2 separate regions of the Zea mays genome follow, and region 2 is linked to region 1. Evidence: chromatin contacts called from public Hi-C data. All regions are on one chromosome and are shown on one strand. Each heading gives the region's core, a stretch centred on a gene start, on an enhancer-like site or on the middle of the called end of the contact. The rest is flanking DNA. Distances are from core to core; before and after follow the strand shown. Region 1 holds the start of LOC100191451. Region 2 holds the start of LOC103635893 (cullin-1-like).

Evidence for each region. A called contact is a pair of places that touch in the nucleus more often than the background predicts.
Region 2: a contact with region 1 is called in a Hi-C map of leaf, with 2.9 times the contacts expected there. The contact joins the promoter of LOC103635893 here to the promoter of LOC100191451 in region 1. A contact is called at or near these places in 2 of 25 Hi-C or Micro-C datasets (leaf and tassel).

The regions. Positions count from the first base shown.
Region 1 is chr8:130,176,068-130,180,856 of Zm-B73-REFERENCE-NAM-5.0, forward strand. LOC100191451 reads right to left here and starts at 2,823. Exons shown (of 4, transcript NM_001136884.1): 1 at 2,123-2,823; 2 at 1,396-1,471; 3 at 1,208-1,323; 4 at 46-1,129. The coding sequence starts at 2,678. The coding sequence ends at 612.
Region 2 is chr8:130,486,217-130,491,005 of Zm-B73-REFERENCE-NAM-5.0, forward strand. LOC103635893 (cullin-1-like) reads left to right here and starts at 1,875. Exons shown (of 18, transcript NM_001346824.1): 1 at 1,875-2,243; 2 at 2,367-2,466. The coding sequence starts at 2,104. It also overlaps the pseudogene LOC111590064.

The DNA.
Region 1 (4,789 bases), core at 1,573-4,072:
TCATCATGTAAAAATTACTGTGGTATTCTTAAAGACCATAGTATTGCTTTGAAACTGCAAAAAATAATATGCTTCCAAACACCCCTCAAAGGTAAACTGAGATGACTGGAGTCTCATTTTAGGTACAATACAGGACTAGGCATATTATGTAAGTCCAAAGCACAACATGAATTCAGTAAGACTAACAAGTAACAAAATCCCTTGTTCTACAGTCTACAGTCCTCACAACAGGGGAGCATAAGGGATTCGTAACTTGATCTACTAGCATGAATATAAGCTGTCCAACAAATAACCGCAACATATAAACAACAGTAGTTATATAAGCTTCAGCCTATTATCAGCGCCTGGAAGTGTTATATGAGCCAAATATGGGGATTGCACAGATTAATCACAGACCAAAGTGAAACTCCTGATCCGTGACTATGATAGTCATCATGAAAATATCAGAAAAGAACATCCCTCCATGGCTTTGTTCCAGGTGCGACGAGTGCTTGTTTCAGCTTAGACATGTGGCAGCTATTTATTCAGCAGAGTGGAGAACCCTTAGTGGATAAGCGGAAAAAGCTCAAAGCTTTCAACCATGGGACATGAGGTTCTAGACGCCAATGCTGCTACCGCCTGCATGAATTGCTGCTAGACTTTGCTTCTTCTAAGGTCCGATTTACATATTGGTGCAACATCACTGCTTGAGGACCTGGTCTCAAAACATTCACATCGCCCCACTGGGAACATGGATCACTGAACCACCTCTTCCTTCCTGTGCACCAAGCACCAGGAACTGGTCCATGGCTCCAACGCTTGAGTATATTGCCGTCGATCTGGTCCAGCAGAGGATCATTCTCCTGAAACGGCCTTGCGAAGGGTGCCCCACTATCCACCATGTGACCATAATGTTCCCTGCTCGTGAAAAGGGACTTTTTCTGAGCGGAATCATCTTGCACCATGAACCTCAAGTCATTGTTCACAGTGAAATTACGGAAGTCCAGTGAGTTGCAGATGACTGTCTGGAAATACCCTTCCTGAGGTTGTATTACATTGTTGAAGTACATGAGAAGAATCCTAGGGAGATTCTCCCAAGCAAGAATGCAGTACTCTATAAATTGCCGGTTTAATATGACCCATGGAGAACCTATTACGGAGGAGATAAATTGGTGAGGAAATTATTAAGACCAATGAAAACAAAGCAAGCACAGAGAGCAAGAAATGCCTGTAAAGAACTTAAAAGCCTCAGGAGCTGCTCGTTTCTGTGTTCCTCGAAAGAAGTTGGTCCTCCCTGACAAGTAAATTCCAGCATCGACTATAATTTGTTGAACTTTCTCAGGTCTGCAAAGAAATTTTGATCAGTAACAATGCTGCCAACAGCTAAAATCATTTGCAAATTTAGATTCCCCATACTCTTTTGATCCAACGTCACCGGTGTGGTCAATGAAGTTAAGATCCCTTGGGACAGAAGAAAGGACATGAATCAGGTCTGCATCAGGGAAAAGCATAAAGATTTATAATGATCTCCATCAATTAATGAGGATAATCACACAATGATGACTTGCTGGAATAATTAATGAAGCACCGAAGCAGATTTCTGTAGAAGATAAAAGTTATTTGGAGAACCAGAATAACCATGATATATTATAGCATTCAAGAGTGATGTATAACAGAAATTTTGTAATCATGAACATCATTTGGCACAGGCTCTACAACAGACCTATATGTTTGGGTGCACACTTTAACAGATATAAGTATAGCAACAGCACAAGTTTTGGCATGTGCATTACTTATCAATAAATAAGGGGAGCCTCAATCTATTATTCCTGACAGTACAACTATCAATGCAAAGTAAGACTGACAGTGTGACTAATAGGCAACTGGAATCGTATGAAATGTGCATGGTTGACTCATGACTGGTTGTGCAGCTCTTCCATGTTATGAGTATTTGTTATTTGATATCAGTCAGGACAAACAAAGAGAACTTACATTTCCATTCAATGTCATCGCTAGAAGACTACTTGTAATTTCCATATAATAAAGGAAGAAGACTACCGAGTGTCGTTCTTTTGTAACCTACTAGATTGAACCAAGGAGATTTTTTTTCCTTAGAGATGCATAGATGCCAGTGTTGCCCTACCATCCTGTGTGACGAGGGGGTAGTCGGCGGCATTGAGGGTGAGGAACCAGTCCCAGTCAGCGTGGAGCCGGAGCAGCACGGCCGCAGCGCGGAGCGTGCCGGCGAGTCCGGAGGACCCCACGGGCGTCCCGGCGGTGGGATTGCCAATAATAACCACGTTCTCGAATGCTCCCACGGCGGGCGCCGCGGCGACGACCCCGGTGGCGAGGCTCAGGCGCTCGTCGTCTGGCGCGTCGGCGGAGAGGTGGAGCACGTACCGGTTGCGCGGGTGGTAAACCGCGAGGAGGAGCCTGAGGAGGCGGCGCCCGTCGCCGCGCGCGCCGGTCAGCAGGTACACCAGGCAGGGCGGCTCGCCGGGCCCGCGGCGGACGGCAGAAGCGGAAGCGGTGGTGTAAGGCAGGACGACACTTGGGAGGCGGAGACGCGGCGCGGATAGGAAGAGGAGTATGAGTGAGATGAGGAACGAGACGGCCGCCAGAGCGAGGAAGATGACCCGCCGCCACCGCTCGCCGGGGAGCCATCCCCCTGCGCCCCCTCTCGCAGACCCCATTCCCATGCCTATGGAGGGTACCGGGGGCGAGAGAGGAACGAGACGTAGGATTAAGTGCGCTTCAGGACGAGGCTATGGCGTGGCGGACCGGCTCGCCGGCGATGAGTCGCCGGAGGGTTAGATGCGGCGTCGTGACGTGGAGCATGGAGCATCGCAACTTTGTCTTGGTTTGTGCGAGTGGGCGGAGTTTCCGGGGGAGCGTCTGGAAGGTGGGCCGTGGGCCTGATCTAGCTTGCAGTCACACTTTTAGGGCCAATTAAAGTCCAACCTCTACCAAACGGACCAGCCTGCGTGTACAAATCTCAAATCTGTAGAGTGTAGACTCATCTCACTTTTAAAACTGTTCCATTTAGCTCCTGATCTATTTTTAAAATTGAAATGGTTTTAGTTGACTTGTCGCCAAGTTCATCGTTCTACGTAACTATGTCAACCACGAGTGAGGTAATAAGGTTTAAACAATAGTTCAGAGCTCAATTAAACTTTATCAAATAATTATATGAATATTTTTTTAAAAGTGTCCAAATATTTTGTGAAACTAAAATGCATCTAGAAATATTAAATATTATTTCATATTATAAAAATTATACATATTTTTAGGGGAATATCAGACCAGTTTCAGTTTTTCTAGAATCATGCTCTATGCTTTGTTCTTGCTTAAAATTATTTGAATTTTATATGTGCTTCTGAAATTTGAATTTAGGATAAATATGAAGTGGATGATGGAGGACAAGAAAAGTCATTGACGACCACAAGGGCTGGGCAAAAAACCCGTAACCCGAAACCCGAACCTGAAATACCCAAAACCCGAATTTTGTTGGGGAATTTCGGGTAGCAACTTGCAAAACCCGAATTTATTTTGGGTAATTCGGGTATCACAATCGGGTACCCGAAATACCCGAATTACCCGAACTTTCATGTGTCATGTACTCATGTCATGCTTAATTATTAATTTGTACATCTATAATTATGTGTAAGTGTGTATAACTTGTGATTGTAGATTGCTTGTGTTTTATATGCCCATGTATATCGTTATTCAAACTATATTTTTATACTAATTTAATAGGGTGTATGTGTTTTTATGAAGCCGACACAATAGTTCGGATAGTTCGAGAATACCCGAACCCGAAATTCTGGGTACCCGAATTTTCGAGAATTGCAAAACTCATTGTAATTTCGGATATCGATTCTCAAAACCCAAAATTTTAAAAACCCGAATTACCCGACCCGAAATTTTCGAGTAACCCGAATGTTGTCCACGGTGTGAATCACTGCTACCAAAGAGCAAACTTTAGAAAAAAATACGTATGCAGTTTGGTAATTTGGTATGCCCCATAATAAATTATACCAAAGTGAATGACCAACGAAAAAAATCATATTCAAATTGACAAAACCATTTGTTAGCTCGTTATCTATTATAAAAATTATAATGTGATTCGGTATGTATACACTAAATAACGTAACCACTCTTAGTTTCAAAATATTATATTGGAAACTTTAACACAATGTAAATAATTTACATACAATATTGATAGTTCAAGGCATAGACGTATAGATGAGATGATAGAATGTACTCGCTCCGTTTATATATGACATCGTTGATTTTTTAAAAAAAAACTTTGATCACTCGTCTTATTAAAAAATAAGTTATCATTTATTTTTTGTGATTTATTTTATCACTTAAGATGGTTTGTGCTTGACTTAAAATTTTACATTTTTGAATAAAACGAGTGATCAAAGTTTTCGAAAAAGGTCAACAGTGTCATATATTTATGAACGAAGGTAGTAGTTGATAGAAAACTCAAGTTGTTGAGCTCCTCTTGCATGACCAACACTCAGTCCGGATCCTGCGACACTTCTTCTACCCTGAAAGGCTCAATAGAAGAAACAAAATAGTAGTGCTCACAAAAATTTGTAATACGTGAACACGTAGTAACTCCCTTGCTAATGTCACCAAGGATTTGTCCACCGAATGATCCCTTTGAATGTTGGTGTGGACTTGGGTTGGAGGTGCATGTTGTACTTCTTCCTCCTCTCTTCATTCTAGTTCTTGTGCTCCCCCTTGATCCATGCCATTGTCTTGATGTACCTGTTCCTCATCTTGAGTTGGGGGTTGCATC
Region 2 (4,789 bases), core at 625-3,124, 310 kb after region 1:
TTGCGAGAGAGCGAGGGCGAGAGAGAGAGAAAGAGAGGGTTCGGCCTTGAGGTGAGTTGTCTGAGTCTGCCTCTACCGCGTCTCTCCTACTCTGCCTACCTCTGCTCGCCTGCCTTCGCCCTCCGTCCGTCCCCCCCCCAGGAAGGCCTTGGACATCTCCTTTTATAGATACAAGGAGATGCTCAGCTGTACAATGGGGGTGTAGCTATGCGCTAACGTGGCTGGCGGAGAAGTGCCTTGAGCCCTGTACATGTGCTAACGTGGCTGGCGGAGAAGTGCCTTGAGCCCTGTAGAAGCGCAGCTGGCGGTGCGGCATGGATCCTGCTGACGTTTCCTTGCTTCCGTAGGGAGCTGAGAGCCATCGACGTCATGGTCGCACACGGGGAACCATCATTACTTGCTATCGGAGTAGTTTGATGTGACTCCAGTCTTGTTCCTTCGTAGCAAAGGGTGGCTAGCTAGCGGTAGGGTAATGATGCATCCCCTGTAGCGTAGTCGGTCCGAGGCCGAGGTCGGGTGAGGCGGAGACTTCTCCCGAGACCGGGGTTGAGGTCGGGCGAGGATGTGACTCCTCCCGAGGCCGAGGCTGAGGCCGAGGCCCGAGGTCGGGCGAGACGGGGACCTTCCCTCGAGGCCGAGGCCTGAGGTCGGGCGAGGCGGAGACCTTCCCCGAGGCCGGGGCTGAGGCCGAGGCCTGGGGTTGGGCGAGGCGGAGCTCCTTGTCGCGCCCGAGGCTGAACTCGGGAGAGGTCACGACTTGCTGTTGCTAGTCCTACCCTGGTGGTTGACACAGTAGCCGGAGCGGGGCGAACAATGCTGTTTTCCTGTCAGAACGGTCAGTGAAAGGGCGAAGTGACTGCGGTCACTTCGACCTTGCCGACTGAGGCGCGCGTGTCAGGATAAGGTGTCAGGCGATCCCCGCATTAAATGCGCATGCGATACGGTCGGTTGGTAGGGCGATCCGGCCGAGGTCGCTGTACGACAAAGTTCGCCCGAGCTTAGCCTCGGGTAAGACGGGGGTGCGTCTGCTGACTGAGGGGACCCTCGGGCGAGGCGTGAATACGTCCGGGACTACCGTCCTTGCCCGAAGCTGGGCTCGAATGAGGTCACGTCCCTTGGTAGACGAGGCCTTGACTTGAACCGCGCTTTATCAGCTGTTTATGGTTTGTTTTGAAGATGTTTTCCAGCCGTGTTTAGGAGCATTGGGGATACCCCTAATTACGGTACCCGACACTACCGTTTCTCTCTACTAGCTCAGTCTTCAAGCTAGGACAAGTGGTACACGCACCTAACAAGATAGACCTAGATCTCAACTCGTCACGCTCATCTAGCAAGTTGGCGTACTTGATCTACAAAGTTGCGATGTTCGACATGTGTAGAGCGTACTTATCATATTCAGTCTCGTCAGACACCACAATAGAAGCTTTAGAAGACTCAAGCTCTATAAGCGTGCTCTCATACTTGAATTTAAAATCTTTCCTCCTACAAGCAGTAAGCCTAAGCAGCTTATCCTGATAAGCCAAAGCAGTCGTTAGTACCTTAGTGGCGAGATCGTCGGTGGAATATACTAACAAAGAGTTTAATTTTTATGCATAAGAATTTTTGGAAACAGATAGTTATAGGGAATATAGGGAATAGGTATGAGGTGCTACAAATTGTCAAACTTGATAAATTTATACTCTCTTCGTCATAAAATATAATTTACTTTGGACAAAATATACATTCGCTCAATAAGTTATGAATGTAGTTTGTATATATTCTATATTATTTATTTAAATGTGGATGGAAAAAGAGAACTTAAAAGAAAAGAGTATTTAAAGATAAAACAGTGATTTAAGCATATGCTATCCACTCCCGTCTCTCGGACTCTCGGTGCGGAGGAACCAGTCTAAGCCACCACCCAGGCCCAGCTCACCTCTTTCCTCTCTTCTCATGCCCACGCGCTCGCCTATCTCATAGTCCTTCCCCATTCCGCCTCTCTAGCTGGCCTGTCGAGGACCCTCGCCATCCTCCCCAGGCGCACCACCAAACGGTCCAAACCCCCAGCGGCGGCGCTAGGATTTGAGTCTCAGCGCGCCGGCACCGCCACCGCCACCGGCGGTGATGGCAGGGCAGGAGCGTAGGACAATCGATCTGGAGGAGGGATGGGCGTTTATGCAGAAGGGTATCACCAAGCTGAAGAACATCCTCGAGGGCAAGCCCGAGCCTCAGTTCAGCTCCGAGGACTACATGATGCTCTACACGTGCGCCTCCTTCTCCCCTTACTCCTCCTCGCCGCCACCGTCTCCTGCGCAGCGGCCGCTTGGTTTCACACCGCGATCCGCCTCGATCCGGTTCTGATCTAGGTTTTGGTCCTCTTGTCGCAGGACGATATACAACATGTGCACGCAGAAGCCGCCGCACGACTACTCGCAGCAGCTCTACGACAAGTATCGGGAGTCGTTCGAGGAGTATATCACCTCCATGGTGAGCCTCCTGTTCATATCTATCTTTCCCATGTGAATGTCTGTATTAGAACTTCATTGTTTTGTATTTGCGGCGTTGTATTAAGGTTAGATTTCCTACTCAGAGAGGAGTAAGGCAGCTTGGATGGGAGTTTTTTTAGCTTTTGTTGACGGGGAACAAATCGTGCTCTCAGAGCCTGGGGCTCACATGAGCACTTCAAATCTGGTACGTTCTGTGAGCAATCAACGTTAAGGTGGGAGGGGATAAATGGAAAATTGCCATCGAATCGAAACTGAGTTGAAGGGAGGTAAATGAAAAATTACTGATCACTGTTGTATTGCTCACAAAGGGGCTGATTGGTTTGCTGCGCGCTGAACCAGGCTCGCGAGATGCAGGAAGCGCTAGTTTGGTTGCTTGGTCCAGCTACCGAGCTAGGCTCCCAGCATGCAAAAGTGCCCACTCTACCAGGCGCCGGGGAGACGTGAGAATCTGTTGTTTCGGGCGAGCCAGTCTCGAGCGGTGCAAGAACGAGCTGCTTTGGCAAGCATGCAGAGAAGAAAATGCTGCTGGGCCCGAGACATGCAGGCAACCAATCGTTCTGTGAGCAATCAACGTTAAGGTGGGAGGGGATAAATGGAAAATTGCCATCGAATCGAAACTGAGTTGAAGGGAGGTAAATGAAAAATTACTGATCACTGTTGTATTGCTCACAAAGGGGCTGATTGGTTTGCTGCGCGCTGAACCAGGCTCGCGAGATGCAGGAAGCGCTAGTTTGGTTGCTTGGTCCAGCTACCGAGCTAGGCTCCCAGCATGCAAAAGTGCCCACTCTACCAGGCGCCGGGGAGACGTGAGAATCTGTTGTTTCGGGCGAGCCAGTCTCGAGCGGTGCAAGAACGAGCTGCTTTGGCAAGCATGCAGAGAAGAAAATGCTGCTGGGCCCGAGACATGCAGGCAACCAATCGTTGTCTCCACCAGGCCTGGCTGTATAGATACGGAAACCAGTCAAAGCGCTACTGCACCTCTAGAGCCTGACTCCTGCTTTGGTGTATATGGCGATGTCCTCATTTCCTTCTGTGTTTCTGCTAAATGATACATTGATCACTAGTCAGGTTCATTCACTCTGTAGATGGACATTCTTTTGGGAAAAAATGAGAGTTGTTTGCCATATATGATAGGTGGTGAATTCTTATAGTATATAGAATTTTCCTGATCTGTTTGATTGTAATTTGTAAATGAATTAATTAAAACTTTCTAATGCTGCAAATATTGCAGTGGCAGTGCTCTCTTCCCCTTCATCTGTCCATCTCTTGATTTTTAGAGGGTAATTCAATCTCTTTAATTTTATTGTAAGCATCTTGATTTGGTGAAACACTTGATCTAGCTACTTGACGTGCCTTGTAACAATTCTGTGTCCATTTGTTTGTACACTTGTGCCTGCTGTTCTGTTGGCTCCAGTAGATTCATTAGATGTCCTGTGATATTGCTGTGTCTATTTTCATTCGCTGTTTGTTGGAACTTGTAGCTTCTGTTATGGGCTTATCGAGGGTAGACAGCAAACCAGGATTATTTCATTCACTCCGTAGATACAAATTTCTTTTTGGGAGAATGAGGGTTGTTTGTCATAGATGGTAGAACCCTTTTGTAATAATATATACAATTGTCCTGATCTGTTTGATTGTAATTTGTGAATGGAGTAATCAGAACTTCTTTCATGCTCTCTTCCCCTTCTTTTGTGTATTTTAAATTTCTGCAGCACAATTCAATCTCTTTAATTTTATAATTGTAAGCATCTTGATTGGCGAAACAATTGTCCCATCTACTTGACAAACAATTTTGTGCCCATTCTTTGTACATTGTAGCTCATTTCTTATCTTTATACCCTTTAAAGCATGAGTTTCGTGCGTCATGCGCGAAGGGCGTAGCGTCGATCTGTTTATTCTCTCCCCACGTCTTGGCTAACAACTAGGCCGTTACCTTCCAGATGGGCCGTGAGAAAACACCTAAGCGCAACATAACACCAAGCCACACGCAGCGCAACGCTCCTGGATAATACCACCTCGCTAGCTGAAGGAGTATGAGCGACCGAGCGAGCTATAGAAAGGGGGCATGTCTCCTTTTCAACTCATATCTTTCTTGGCCTTTTGGCTAAGACAAAGTGTAGTGTCTGCAGTTTAATATCTGCTATGTGGGCCATATGTCCACTTTAATTTTATTTTTTTATTGGAAGGGTCCAACTTTAATCTTAAATTTGATTTTTGTGGGGCGGGTCCATCACACTGGGTTGCCACTGGACCCTTGGGTGTCATACAATTGTTGCGCTATACCATCAAATATGATTGGTGTA